Regions from separate parts of the Rattus norvegicus genome. Here region 2 is linked to region 1. The links are chromatin contacts, called in public Hi-C maps. All regions are on one chromosome and are shown on one strand. Each heading gives the region's core, a stretch centred on a gene start, on an enhancer-like site or on the middle of the called end of the contact. The rest is flanking DNA. Distances are from core to core; before and after follow the strand shown. Region 1 holds the start of B3galnt1 (beta-1,3-N-acetylgalactosaminyltransferase 1 (globoside blood group)). Region 2 has its middle 19 kb from the start of Nmd3.

Region 1 (7,760 bases), core at 3,028-5,527:
TTTGAGAGTCTTTGCAGTTCAACTTTCCTCCATCTGAGGAAACTCTTGACCTTTGTAGATTACTCAGGTGGGGTGGGGGTGGGGGGCGGCCTAGTGAATCTACTCAGTTTCAGGGGCTGCCTAAAGATATGTTGTTTACCTTCTTGCAGGATGGGAGGTTTCAACCTGGAAGGAAACTGTTACACAACAGGCAAATACTCTACTACTGAACTATATCAGATTAAATTAATATTTGATAGGCAACTACACTTTGGGGTGGCTTGTTCTGCAGCATAAGTAGCTGAGTCCCTCACTAATAGATGCTATATGAGCGACAACCACAAACACTGCTATGCCCACAACTGCAAGAGATCACATCTTAAAAGCTTGTGAAAGTGTTCTCACATGTTTCATTTGAGATCTTAATTCACTTGATCTTAAGTCCCTGAGTGTTTGCATTCTAGAGAGTTCTGGAAGCGAGCATATGTACTTACTAGTTATCCAAAGATCATTAAAAAACAGTTTAGAAAGAGGTGTTGTAAGTTTCCTAAAATTAAAAAGTAAAGACCTAGAGTTAATATCCTCAGGTCAAACACTGAGGTCTATCCTTTTCCTCAGTAGATTAATCTTTTACAGTGGAGCCTGCTTACATTGTCATTAATAGACCATTCCTCCATGAAGTGAGCTGTCAACCCAGGTGGGTGAGGAATGGCTGTGATAAATGCATGGCAGGGTAGCCACCATTTTACCCTCTGCAATGGGCACCTATGGAGGTCAGAACTAAGAAAACAATCATGGTTATGATTTGGATCTGAATATTTACACAATGCCAGCTAAGCCCTGGATTCCACTACCTGTAATTAAACTTAGTTTTCTTGTATTATTGTATTGCTACTTGTATTCCTGTTGCAACTTTCAATTCATCCTTGTTTTCAGAAAACTTTCTAATAATCTTAAATGTGTTCACTTTTCTTTTTCATTTTACAGCAAAGATAAGAAAGAAACCGTTGGGCCAAGGGATTAAAGAAGCAGACTGTGTCTTGATTTTGAACAAAGGATCGATATAATTGATTCTACATCTCTGATTTTACTTTTGTCTATGACTATTATTGTATCTGCTTTCTGAATTGTACCCCAATCCTAGCCTCATCTTCTGTGAGTGTGCTTTTACGCAGCCCCTTCGCTTTAGACCTGGATAGTCTTGTACTTGCTTCTGAATAATAGAATGTGCTACAGATTTTGACATGACTTGCATGAGCATGTGTGTTTGTATACAGGGGTGTGTGTGTGTGTGTGTGTGTGTGTGTGTGTGTATTTGTGCACTCACATAAACACATGTGCACCTAGAAACCAGAGTGGTGTTACTTGGGCACTGTCCACCTTGAGGTTTTTTTGTTTTGTTTTGCTTTTTTACTTTTATTTTTGAAGCAGGGTCACTTGCTGGCCTGGAACTCACCAAATAGGTTAAACCGTTTAGTCAGCAAGCCTCAGGGTTCTGCCAGTCTCTGTTTCCCTAGTTTGGGGATTTAAAGCATTTTTTCCAATGTGAGACAGGGGATCGGTCCCCTGGCTTGTACAGTGCCTTTCCCAGCTGAGCCATCTTCCTGTAGGCACATGACTCTTGGCTAGCTTTTCCCTTTTATCTTGTCTTGGACATGTAGTTCAGATCAACTGTCAATCTGCTTGCACAAGAGAAAACCACCAATATCATCCACTGATTTGGACTGAAAACCTGTTTTCTTTTGAGAGGAAGGTTTACAATGCCACCTGTGTCTGTGGAATCTTTTGAGTGTTTCCTTGTAGGAGGGAGATGGCATAGCAAACTTGCAGAACTCTTACTTGGCAGAATCTGAGCTTTTGAACTGATGTGTTCATACCAATTTAAGTATTTCTGACGTAAGTTGGAGCCCAGAAGATTGGAGTCAAAGATTACTTAGTTTTGATTTCTCTCCACTATTGAAATGTATATGGGAAACTTGACCTTATATGCCTTTGTTAACATACCCAGATTTTGTCAAATCTTAGAACATACACCATAAGACCCTGCAGAACATCACTGTTTTTAGTAGAAGTATTCATACTCTCAGGAAACCCAAACTGCACAAAACACAGAGCTCAGGGACTCTGAGTAAAGCTGGCATCCAACTTAATTCTGCTCTATCTACTACTTGGCTGTCTGAGGTTATGGTGCCAGACAATGTAGGGGGTAATCATATTACATATCTAGGTACATGGGCTTGTTTTCAAAGTCTCGTGATTGATGTCACAATTTCTTGTACTGAAAACTCACAGTACCAGATGCAGAGGGACAACTGATCAAAAATTAGTCTATTAATGTCAGCAGACTTTCAATGGTGTGACACTGTTCTGCTTGTTGGGACACTCCTATGATATCCCCCTACCCTGACACTTCCACAGAAAGTCTCGCTAAGACAAATTACCTTGCGAGTGATTGAATCTTTTTTTTTTTTCTTTTTTCTTTTTTTTGGAGCTGGGGACCGAACCCAGGGCCTTGCGCTTGCTAGGCAAGCGCTCTACCACTGAGCTAAATCCCCAACCCCTGAGTGATTGAATCTTAAAGGACTCGGTCTTATTCACTGAGTTGGCTCCAGTGCCTCTGGCATTGTCTTGTGTAAACGATACTCTTGACAGCTGGTTTTCACGTTAAAGGCTGGTCATATGAGCTTATCTAAAGGACATGCTACCACTGGCTCCTCTGACAATCTTGGGAGTGTTATTGCCTTATCGAACCATTGGTCTTTAGCACTCTCTGCTCTCGAAGGAATTTAAAATACACTCCTCCAAAGAATTTTCAAAATCTTCATTTGACATATTACCTATTAACCACTGAAGAGAAGCACTGTCCGTCTTTGTTTATAATGGAACAGTTTGGAAGAACACCCCTCCTTACTTCCATGGTATTAGCTTTGGGACAACTGAGATTGTGTTTAAGAATTTAATAGTCTCCCCCAGGGGAAATAACACTTAGAGCTCTATAGAATGTGTGAAGGAGTCCTACCATCACACCAAGCTTCTGGTTCAAGAAGCTCCCACTTAAATTACAGAGCTAAAGAGAAGTTAAATCATGCTGGGAGGGCAAAAACATCAGACAAACGGAACTGGGTAACTTCCAAAAGTCCTGCCCTGAAAACGGGTTGTACTTCACCTATATAATTCTACAGGGACTCAGAGGGACAATATTCCAATCCTGATAAGCTCAACTTTCTAGGAAAGCAGTAGGACTTTCTTCCGTGAGCATGGTGATACTGTAGAACTCTAGTTTTTCGAAATCGATAATGCTGACCCGGCTGTGTCGAAGACGCAATCGGAAGCGTCTAGAACCGGTGGGAAAGCAATTCTTGTGAATTGTTAAGTCGTTGAAATTTAGATGCATGTATTTAAGTGTTCACTGAAAAATTGTTTCCTTTTCACTGGAGTGAGGCCAATCTGTTCACGGTTCTAAAGCCAAGAGACCAGCATGAGTCTTTGTTTTCGGATGACACGTTGTTTCCAGGGGCCTTTGGACAGAAAACAGGAAACTTTATTTTTGAATGGAACCACCTCCACCCTTGTTCCCGGGATAAACAGAGCCAGTGTGGCAACACCCAGGGCCTCTCCCCTCCTCCCCCCCCCCGCACCCCCCCTCACCATTTGGGTGGAGATGACTCAGAGTGGAGTTGACCAAGTGTTCATAGCAATGGGCTGTTTCTAGAGTCAGTTAGGGGGGTTGGGTGGGGTGGGGGTGGGGTGGGGGCAGGGTACCAGGACTCTGGGAGCCTCTGGTCCACATACACCAAAGCTTTCCTTCCCTGCACTCCTGAAATGAGAACCAGCCTTCTGAGAATGCCAAGGCTTCCTCCTTTCCCAGTCATCCCTGGGGTGAAATCTGTTGGCTACACATTTAGGTAGCTCGCCCTAAGACGGCACAAGGCAAAAACCGGAGTCGGAGTCTTATGCGAAACCTGCGACGGTGATGCTGGCGCCCGCGGCAGTGGCTGGCAGCTGTAACAGCGCTGGGCTGTGGGCGCTGGGACCCCGCGCGCGCCTGCGTGGCGTGCGTGCGGTTGCGGGGAACCTGTGTTCGCGCGCAGGAAGCGAACGCGGGCCGCACCGCTGCGGGTGCCACTGGCGCGCGGGAGGTGAGTGTGGAGCGGGCGGGCGTTGCGGTGAGACGGTTGGGTGGCGGCCGAGCACCGCTCTCGTGGAGCAGCCTTCTAGGTTCCTGGGTCCGGGCTCCGAAGCCCCGGGTGCCGCTCACGCCTCTGTGGAGCGCGCCGCCTACGAGCTGCCACGCCCTGGGCTCCGGCCTTCCCAGCTGGTCTCAGCTGGTTCTTGAGGCTCGGGACCAGGGACCGGAGAGTCTGGACTACTTGGGGGAGCGCCCTATGCGCGGACGCAGGAATCCATCCTGCCCTGCCTCCCGGGCTGTAAGCCTAGGGGGTGGCCAGGTTGTCCTCGCGGCCGAGGAGAAGCGGAGAATACGGTCGGCAAACCGGTGGACCTGCAGCAGGCCCGGAGGGAGGAACACACATTCCAGGCGGGAAAGGGCCTGCGGTCCTCCGGGTAGGAGAGAGCTTCATGGGGGAGGGATGGTGAGGAGGCTGGCCTCGGGGAAGGGAATGGGAGATTTGGAAAGAAGGAGGAGGAGACTCCTAAAGATTAAGGCTACATAGTGAGAGGTCTGAGTGAACGTACAAAGCCTTGTAAAGGAAATATTAGATGGAGGGAGCCTCGCTATTTCAGGTTGGAAAGGATGCTGTCAGCTGCAGCATGGAGAGCTGTATTTGGTGTTTGTGACTTAAGGACTAAAAGGCAGGCATTGCTTTTTGACATATTTTTTTCCACATCCCCAGCCTTTAGGAGAAGCGGCTTGCTTTGTTAGGAAACGCTACTGCCAAGGAAGGAATTGCCCAACCGTTTGTTTTCAGAGGTAGGACGTAGGACGGTTGCAGTTTGCAGCATTCGCCCATAACAAATTTGTGTTTTAGCTCTGAGTGTTTGAGGCAGAAGCAGGGAGTTTGGGCTCTCTGTAGTGTTGACACCTCATACTGAACTTCCATAACTCTAGGAAGGGACCTCCCTTTTACTGAGAGAAAAGTGTGGCATTTTCTCTCTTTTCACATTGACAGGTTTGTTTATTTAAAATGAATGGCTATAGGAGAACTGCAGCATTAAAAATACTTCATTATCAAGACTATTCAAATTCAGTTCTTGGTTATCGAATAGGACAAGTAGAGAACAGAGAAGAAAGCATCCATGCCTATCCTGAAACGAAGATCCTGATGATGCATAACTTGTCCTAAAGCAATTTGTCAGGGAGAGACCATTGGTTTTAGCTGTAGTAGCATTAAAGTTATCATATAGTACTTCTTTAAAAAAAAAGTTTTCTAACAAGAATATTGCGTGCAGACAACACACAATACACATACACACATACACACAGACAGACACACATACACACTCACAGACAGACACACACACATACACACACACAGACAGGCTGACAGACACACCACAGACACACACACTCACAGACAGACACACACACATACACACACACTCACAGACAGACACACATACACACACACTCACAGACAGACACACATATACGTACACTCACAGACAGACACACACATACACTCACACACACATATACACACACAGACAGGCAGACAGACACACACTCACACACACATACACACACAGACACACACACTCACATGAAATCCTTGAGCTTTGTTGTCTGTGGGGAACCTAGCTGCACACATTTGCTTACAGTTGCCTGTGATTCCATTGTTTTAAAGAAGAATCAAGTAACCAGATAGAGATATGACTGGTAAAGAAAATATTTACTATCTTGCCTTTTGTGGAAAACAAAATATTTGTCCATCCTTTACACAGAATATAGATAAGATTCTGAGAATTTGAATATACTTTGGGGGTGGGGATAGTGTGCAGGTTCTCTCTAGGTAGTCTTGGTTGTCCTGGAGCTCTACATGTAGACCAGGCTGGCCTGAAACTCACAAAGATCCACCTGCCACCCAAGTGCTGGGATTAAAGGCCTGTGTCCTCATGCCCAACTTGTTGACTACTGCCTTACAAGTTAGAATAAAGATTACCATTACCTTTAAAGGCATTCATCAGCCTGCAGCCGCCGTCTGTCCCACCATGACAGTAGAGCTTCAGACAGCATCTGCAACTGTATTTGGCTACTGATTTAGTTACAGACTTTAGTTTTGAAATGCAGTTGCCCAGTTTCTTTTTATTGTGTATGCAAGTACATGTTTGTGTGTGAGTGCGTGTGTGTGTGTGTGCGTGCATGTGCGTGTGTGTGTGTGTGTGTGTGTGTGTGTGTGTGTAAGTGGATATCTTTATTCCTTGTTTGCTCATCACCTTACTTTTTATTTAAAGATTTATTATTGTGTGTGAGGGCACACACATGTCATAATGTATACACACTCACACAGACAGACACACATACACACACACTCACAGACACATACATGAAAGTTAGTGGACATCTGGCAGGAGTCAGTCCTCTCTGTGTACCATGTGGCTTTAGTACATTGAAATCAGACTCTCACAGCTGGCTTGGGGGCAAGCAGCGTTACCCAGTGGTCCGTCCCACTGTTTGAGACAGGGTCTCACTGAATCTGAAGCATATCGATTTGGTTAGACTGATTGGTCAGCAAGCCCCAGAGTTCCTCTTGTATCTACCTCCCCAATGTCGGGATTACAGATGCTGCTGGACCCAGATTTTTGCATGGGTGCTGTAACCAAAACCCAGGTCCTCATGCCTGCACAGCAAGTGTTTTAGCAACTGAGCCATCTTCCCACCTCACCCCCAGGAAAAAATGATGATAGTATTAAGATGGTATTAACTAGTCCTTTATCTTAGTGTAAGCTGTGTTCCTTTGCTAGGCATCTACAGTCTGAGTGTACAAGCTCAGTTCCCTACCCTGCACACTGGTTGCTGCTTTGGAGGCGTTTGAACTGGGAACCTGTGCAATTTTCTCTTCATGGGTTTCAATCATGAGGTTCAGGTTAAACTTTGCCATGCACTGTGTTGATTTGAGGGTGAGTTTGTCCTCCACATGCTGTCTTAGCCTCTAACACAAGCTGGCACACAGGAGATGTGTGAATGGACTAGTGATTGAAAGACCCACAGGTGACAAAGAGCACCGACAGTTAATGACTTAGCCCAATGGAGAAGATATATAAGAGATCTGGGCTGGCCCTGATGTAGGGCAGAGACAGGCGTGTTAGCTAGATGAAGCTTCATGGGCTTTCAGATGCATTTTGCTGATTGGTGAGCTCTTAGTTCCCTTTCCCAGTCTCTCCTGCTCCCTTTCCCACTGGCTGTTGACAGCCACAGAGGGTGTGTACCCTCTCTGCTTCCACTGGCCCCTCCCTATGCAGGAATCTGGAGACTCAGTCACCTTGCTTGGGGGCTAATGGGCGCAGCATTTGATATTGAAAAACATTGGAAAGGTTCGGGTTCTAGGTCCTTCTATTCCTGGACTGCACATTTTATAGTGTTGCAAACTGTTACTGTATAAATTGCCATAATCACAGACTTTTCTGCAAAGCCCACTTTGCCTTTTAATATAGAGAGAGAGAAAGAAAAGAGAGGAAAAAATAAAGACACCCACCCCCCACAACTTAAAGCCCTAACCTCACTACAAAGTATTGACAGGGGATAAAGCGAAGGTAGGCAGATGCGAAATAAGAATTTCAGTTCCCACTGCTTTCTGCTTTTCCTATCTGCTTCTTAGCCCAAG
Region 2 (7,760 bases), core at 2,679-5,178, 120 kb before region 1:
GGTAGTGGAGAAAGAACAGGCAAAGTCAAGGCCAGAGGTTCCCACAACCCGGAATCTCAGCATGTTCATCCGGTACGGCGCAGGGGTAGGAGGCTCAGTACAAGTGGGAGTCTCAGCCTACGAACATCCCGGAAGAGGAAACAGCAGTAGCTAGTCTTTGCACACACTATTCAGTCATAATCATAATCACTCATACTCGGACTTCAGAGGAGAGATTTGCCATCCCTCTTGAGCCTGCCCTGTAAGGCAGCCAGCTTTGTCAATGTCTGTGAGTTTGTGGCCTTGAAGTCCTCACATGGCTGTGCCCATGGGAACAATACACATTCACATTCAGGATTTCAGTCTCTCAGGGTTCCCTCCACTGGAGCGGTGCGGGGTTGGGGTATAACACACTGGCCAGAGAGAAGACGGAAGTGGACTCAGAGGACAACTTTTGAGGGTTGAATTTAGGTTGTCAGGTTTGCTTGTGGGGTAATGAACAGTTTTACTACCTCTGTAGAGAAGCTCCTTGTTTCCCCTTAGTCCTATCTTTTCTGTAGTTCTCAGAACCACAAAATGAATAAGTAAATTTGGTACCCAAGTAGCTTAAACACAATGTTCAGGGTTTGCTATGGCACATATAATTCCATCGCAATGTTCTTCCCAAGTATCGGTAGGCTTACTCCTCAGAGAATCGCTCCAAACAAGACCCCAGGCCCCGGAGAGTAAGTGCCACATCTCCCTATCCCCATCAACTGCACAGTGTTTCTTGAGCTCATTGAGGGTAGACATTATAAACATGTCTAGCTTCCTTTTATAGACACGTACCATAGCTCTCCTGAGGATTTGCAAAGTATTTCTTTCCTTAACGTTAAAATAATTTCTTTCATAAAGTAGATCTGGGGACTAGTCACTGGGATAAGTGAGGAGAGCGTTGCTACTCTTGCAGGGGACCTGGGTCTGGTTCCCAGCACCCATAAGACAGCTCACAGCTGTCTGTAACTCCAGTCTAAGGGGACATGATAATCTCTCTCAGCCTCCATGAGTGCCAAGCTTGCACATGGCACACACGGTAGACATATATACACGAAGGTAAAGCACTCAGGCACATAAAACCATAAATAAATCTAAAAATAGTAGGACATTTCTCCCAAGCAGTGGAGTGTTTTTTATTTTTGTTTTGTTTTGTTTTTTAAGATTAATGTATATGAGTACACCCTTGCTGTCTTCAGACACACCAGAAGAGGGCATCGGATCCCATTGCAGATGGCTGTGAGCCACCATGTGGTGGCTGGGAATTGAACTCAGGACCCCTGGAAGAGCACTCAGTGCTCTTAACCTCTGAGCTGTCTCTCCAGCCCAGAAAAACATTTTTAAGGTAGATTTTGATAACACCAGATTCTGATTGGCTACAGGATATCAATATTTACTTATATGATTACCAGAAAAGGTAGACGGAGCCACAGATACTGTTTTTTTTAATTCAATATTCTTTTCTTTTTTTAAACTCATCTATTTGTGTGGGGCCACTGTGTGACCTTCTGGAATTGAACTCGGCTCCTCGATCTTGGCAGCAAGTGCCTTTACCCCGTGAGCCGTCACTCTAACACGACAAATACTATTTTTGAATAGAGAAAGCCTCAGATTTTGATGAAAGGACAACTTATGAGATGATCTTTTTATAGGACAATGCATCTTGAAGCAATTAAACCAAAATTCTTTCAAGAATAGATAATCTTGGAGCCTGGAGAGTTGGCTCGGCATTTGAGAGATCTTGGTGCTTTTGCACAGGACCCAGGTTTGATGCCCAGTACCCATATGGTGGATTGTAACCTTTGTAACTCTAGTCCCAGGGGACTTTAACACTCGTTTCTGGTCTCCTTGGTACCAGGCATTCATACTGTGCATTTACATACATGTAGCTCGAGCACGCATGCACATAAAATAATAGAATAAATATATCTAATAGGATATTTAAAAAAATAATCTGTGAAGAACATAATTCCTAATTTTATTACTGGTCCTGTTGTTCATAGCAAAGGCAGCAGCTTCCCATCACAAATGAACATATGCAGCCCTTTATAGAACAAAGAACTTTATCAAACACAGGTTCTCTTTGGATTTGATTGTAAGGAGAACCTAACCTTCCACAAGGGGGCGTCTTTACACCATTTGGTCTCTGGGAAAAACCAAACCACCCTTTTCTTTGCATTCTAACCGGTTACACCTGGAGAGAACTCGGCAATATATGAAGTGAAATAAGTGACCCAGAAAAACAAATAGCACATATTCCTGACACACGCACATCCTAGTTTCTAACTCTTAGGCGTGTGTATTTATGGGGGAGTGGGTGAGGTCATGGAACTAGAAAGAGGCCCAGAAGAGGGAAGGAAAGAGTTGTAAGGAGTAAGGGCAGGAGAATAATGGAACGAATATGGCTTAAAAGTGAAGGGGCAATACTGGAGGTAGAAGGATTTAAACACAGATGAAGGTCAGGGAAATGGTCTGCGGTTAAACAAAGCATGTATACATGAAAATTCCATAGGGAAGCCTATCACTCTAATTATATGCTAATTAGAAACCAATAGCAACAAACCCCTAGCAACTACGTGTAAACAATCCAGAAAATAAGATTAAGGTGACAACTGAGAAAGAGATGGCACAGAAGGTGTGCTTCTGGATGTGTTTAGGGTTAGGGTTAGGCTAGGGCTAGAGCATCCCTAAGGACTGTTCTGCTCTAAATGCAATCAGCAGAAGATATCAGACAAATGCAAATTAAGGACTGTTCTAACTTTGTTTTTAAAAGAAGTTATTTTCTCAAAAATCTAAGTCAGAATACTCGATAAAAGCCAAGAAAACTTTTCATATCCACACCAAAGAAACCCATGACAACTAAATAACATACTACTTCATCCTAGTGGGGGATCTTGTGCTGGGAAGGGAAGGAGGGCAAAGCTATAGAAGTCATCATTGGGCCAATTAGCAAGAAAAAAGGATTGGTGGGAAGTCTGCTGCAGTGTTTGTCTGAAAGTCTTAACCCTGTTCTCAGTAAATACAACTAAAACTATTAGGGCAAAATTATTACATATGGTAGGGGTAGAAAACAGTTCGCAAATAGTGCATTCTTCATATATATAAAGAAAGAGTCCAGTTATACGCCCTGATCATGCCCCATCTCATCTGATCTTGGAAGTTAAGCAGGGCTGCATCTGAATTGAAAATTGAAGGTGGATAGGAATGGGGGGCGGGGGGTGGAAGAAACGAAAAGCTATTGGGTTTCAGAAAATGGAGCCTAACAGTACAGCGCTTGCCACTGTGAACACTCAGAACCAGGGTCTATCTCACCTTCTCCTATCCTGTCCGCGTCTCTGGCATCTTTTCCTTTCCCCAAGCATGAGAGTGTGATTTTCCTGATGTTTCCAAAGCTACTTAAAAGCTGCATCTTCCACAAGAGTAATTTACAAGGAGACCGGAGCTGACCGCACACTGCCTAGGACTCAGGCGACCTTTGTCTAGGACCATTGCCTATGCTTCGGTTCTATTTACCTCCTTTATAGTTCAACCCTCCTCTACAATTGCTACAAGCTTCGCAGCTCTGTTCCCTGTACGTTTAAGCTGCAACCGCCTGGGCCGTCTATGAGTTTCCGCAGTTTGACTATTGTACAATTGCAATTAAATGTACCTTTTCTCCTATTAAGCTGTGTATTGTACATTTGTTCTATGGGCTCAGGTCGTTAGGCCCCAGGGTCTAGATTACTTTAAACTGAGAGTTTTTGAATTACAGAGACGCAGAAAGATCTTTAGCTTTCTGGAACTAGCAATTTCAGTAAAGCCAAGCTTTCTCTCAACTTCCTTGAAATGCATTTCCTGATTTCTTCGGGGAAGCACAAAGTCAGCAGCTGTAAACCTCTCTCTAGGGGAGTTTCCAAACAGGAAGGGAAACTGAATTTGCATCAGGCTGAAAGAACCCGATAGAACTGTGTAGATGTGATGACCGGAGCCCTGCAAAGACCAGTCTTGCTCCAACTGGCTGAGTATTTCCAGACATAAAAATAAAACCTGTCTTTACTTCTGTTTAATCACCGGTCAGGTATACTCCAGGCACAATCACTTAGGTTAAACTGTGTGTGTGTGTGTGTGTGTGTGTGTGTGTGTGTGTGTGTGTGTGTGTGTGTGTTGTAGACAGGGAATGACTACATTCCTCATATTTCTCCTTTTCTTCTCTGTGCAGGCTGTACTTATCCTATTACGATGGCTATTGCCTTCTTAGGGGACAAATATTGAGACCACTGTTAGACACACAGTCTATTGTTGACTGAAACGTCATTATGTGGGTGCATGACTGGACTCATAGCCCAAGATAGAAGATGTTTATTGACATTTTAAGGAAGACGAAGAAAAGAACAGGCCTTATCTCTCCCCTGATGAGATTCACTTGTGTCCCAAGGAGCTAGAGCAGGGGCTATGGTCATTTCTGTTTCCCAGGACATTTCAGAGGGAAAAGGACAGACATTTTGTAGCAGCTAAGGACTTCATCTTTGGTCTGAGGCCAGATCTTTGAGCAAACTGAGGCTGATAAGACAATACCAGAAATTGCATAAATTCGAAAGACCCCTTGCGATTCTATCACACCTTCGGAGGCCCAAGCTCTCAAGAGTAAATTGTGGCCTTTGCCTTTAAGAGCACCCTTCCCTTTGTAGACAGGTTTTCAGCCTAAAATACTACAATTTTGAAGACTTCTGGCTGTCTTGACGTTTTCTAACAATTTCCCTATGAGGGCGGTATGCGCCTCAGCTCTCCTCACTTTCTATGTATGATGTATATGAAGGGTTGATGTTCATGAAGGGTGGGACTAAATGATAATGGGACGGGGCAAACAACCAAACCGAGAGCTAGCAATTGTTAAGTCTGAACCCTGGAACAGCTACTGAGGTGCCTAGTTAACCTGTCAGAGCTGGCCTAGTCTCCAGGTTCTCCCAGCCTGCCCCAGTCCTCTACCCTGAACACTCCAGCCTAGGCGCTCCTCCCTATGCAATCCAGATGTTTTGGTTATCTGCCCTTTTTCATGCCTTTGGCCTCTTGACTCCTGCACCAGCTTTGTGCCCCTTTGCTTTTCCTTCCCCTCCCCTTCTCCCAACATGGCCCAGCTCAGCCTGGTCATATCCACTCTGGACTCTCCCAGATATGTCTGCCTCTGGCTATGTCTCCCTTTTATCTAGAATAAACTTTTCTCCACCACATTTAGGAGCAGTCATGTCCTTTCCTTTCCTTTTTATTTCTCCTTCTTCCCTCTATTTTCATTCAGCAATAGCCTTATTGCTAAAACCTTGCAGTGACTCCACAGGATAGAGTTCCCACAGGACATCTCTCTCTGATCAGGCTCTGGTTTCTGCTGTGGTTTCTTGCCCCCTTTCTGACTCCATATTCTTGACTCCAGACTCTGGACTCCATTCCCCACCCTCTTCCCTCCTCTCCCAGGCTCTGGGACAGCAAACGCAGTCCCAGCCCCCAGCACTTTCAGTCCTATTCTGTAACTATGGGCATGACTCTTTCTTCTCCAGCACTGCATGTAGGGTAGGTTAGAGAGAAGCATTCACATTATCGATAAAAACTAGACCATCCTCACCTCTTCGTTCCCCTTAGGAAGCAGAATGAGCTATAGCCAGTTTGGGGATTATCTTGGGATTTGTTTCTTCTTCCTTAAACCTTCTCAGATAATCCATTTTTGTTTATATTTTATCTAAAAATTTAGATATGAGCAAGTGGTAAGAACATTGCTACACCAGAGGTTAAAATGGGATTTAGTGCTCTGTAGCCATGGGACTTTAAAGTGCACTGCCTGTAGCTAGCTGGGTTTTAAATGGGCATTGATAAACATAGTCAAGGTTGAGTTTTAACTTAAACACAGGGTTCTAATTTTTCTTGTTATCTACAAAACTTACGTACCAAGAAGCACAGAGATAGAGTTGCAGACAGCGACTGTGTGCTTCCTGAAGTAGATATTAGCCATTGACAGCATAAACATAAAACAGTCTTCCCTGCTGTCACTACTACAGGTATAAAATGACTGCCCGTCCCCTGACAGAACATGCTGCCGAAATACCACAGGAATTATTAGACTCTTCCTCCCTCTCTGCAAAAACAGATCATAGAATTTTCAAGGCCAGGAGAGGTTGGTTCTGACTCACTCGTGACCCATGGAACACTATCACTAGACATTGTCCATCCATCTGTCAGAAGCTTCTTCTTGGTTTTAAGAGATTCACTTTACGTTCCTTCAAAATGGGATTTACTGTGATAAACTATGGGGACTTTTGAAGTTGGAGTAAATGTATTTCGTATTATGCTATGGCTATGTATGCCCCCAGAGACTCATGTGTTTGAACAAGCCTATGGGGGGAAGGCAGTGAGTAGAGGTGGTTTCAGTAAGCTTGGCTATGGGAAGTGGCTCTTTTAGGAGGTGTGGCTGCATCACAGCACAGCAAAGTACAAAGGACCTAGGCCATATACATTCAGAGACAAGCTCATGGGGTGGCTTCACTTTATAATTCCTGAGAAAACCAGTCCACTCCACAAAGTCATATTAAGTGTTCAAGGGGACACTGAGGCAGATTGTCTTCTAGGTAAGCAGTTTCCTAGAATTATTGACACCATAGATAGTAGCACGGCTGGGCTCCCTGAGAGAGTTCAGGCCTGTGAGGCAGAGTGAGGGTCCCTTTTCAGTTTTAGAGGCAGAGAGAGGGGTCCTATGTCAGGTGCTTCATCAGTAGCCCACCGCTCTCACATTCCTAGGCTACAGCAAGAGGGCAAAACTTTAGTCCTTTAGTTAATACGTGTCCACCACTCTGGCTGTGCCAGCTGTAACCTCTTGTCTTAGGATTTCATGGTGTAGAGACACTGTAGCCAAGGCAACTTTTAGAAGGGACATTTATTAGGGCTGGCTTACAGTTTCAGAGGTTGAGTCCATCATCATCGTAGTGAGAAGCATGGCAGCGTCCAGGGAGAAGAAGCTGAGAGCTCAACACCTTGATCAAAAGGTAGGCGGAAGGTGATTCTCTTCCACAGGCAGCCTGGAGGAGAGTCTCATCCACACTGGGAGCCTGACCACTAAGAGACCTCCAAGCCCATCTACACAGTAACACACTTCCTCCACCAAGGTCACGTCTATTCCAACAAGGCCTCACCTCCTAAAAGTGCCACTTCCCATGAGCCAAGCTTATTGAAACCACCTCATTCTACTCCCTGCCCTTCCCCCATAGGCTTGTTCAAACACATGAGTCTATGGGGGCATACATAGCCATAGCATAATACGAAATACATTTACTCCAACTTCAAAAGTCCCCATAGTTTATCAGCCTCAACAATGTTAAAAGTCCAACATTCAAAGTCTCTTCTAAGATTCATGCAAGCTCTTAACTGTAATCTGACATAAAATTAAAATAAAAAAGCAGATCACATACATCCTACATCACAAGGATATATAATCCATTCCAAAACATCATAGCGAGAAATTATTGGACCAAAGCAAGGCAGAAAACCAACTGGGCAAACTCCGACCTCTGTATTTCCGTGTCTGGTGTTAAAGATCTCTTCAGACACCCAGCTCCTTTCATTTTTGTTGACTGCAGCAACGTCTTTCCTCTGGGCTGGTTCCTTGTTAGGCGCTTTCCTCAGCAGGTATCCCAGGGCTCTGGCCTCTCTAACATCTAAGGGTCTCCAAAATAGCTTCAACTTCACAGCTTCGTGTTCCAATATCTGGGATCCACACACAATCTTCTGGA

Evidence for each region. A called contact is a pair of places that touch in the nucleus more often than the background predicts.
Region 2: a Hi-C map of mammary epithelial cells shows a contact between it and region 1, with 3 times the contacts expected there. The contact joins the enhancer-like site here to the promoter of B3galnt1 in region 1. A contact is called at or near these places in 2 of 12 Hi-C or Micro-C datasets (Schwann cells and mammary epithelial cells).

The regions. Positions count from the first base shown.
Region 1 is chr2:156,183,261-156,191,020 of GRCr8, reverse strand. It overlaps B3galnt1 (beta-1,3-N-acetylgalactosaminyltransferase 1 (globoside blood group)), which reads left to right and starts at 4,277. Exons shown (of 3, transcript NM_001013158.2): 1 at 4,277-4,542. LOC134485628 (a long non-coding RNA gene) reads right to left here and starts at 4,068. Exons shown (of 2, transcript XR_010063833.1): 1 at 3,742-4,068; 2 at 2,922-3,497.
Region 2 is chr2:156,300,214-156,307,973 of GRCr8, reverse strand. It overlaps a transcript of Nmd3 not described here. Among named protein-coding and RNA genes, the nearest start is that of Nmd3, 19 kb to the left of the region's middle. Within about 2 kb of position 3,928, at least 10 of the 93 cell types and tissues checked have an H3K27ac peak or open chromatin away from gene starts, as enhancers often do.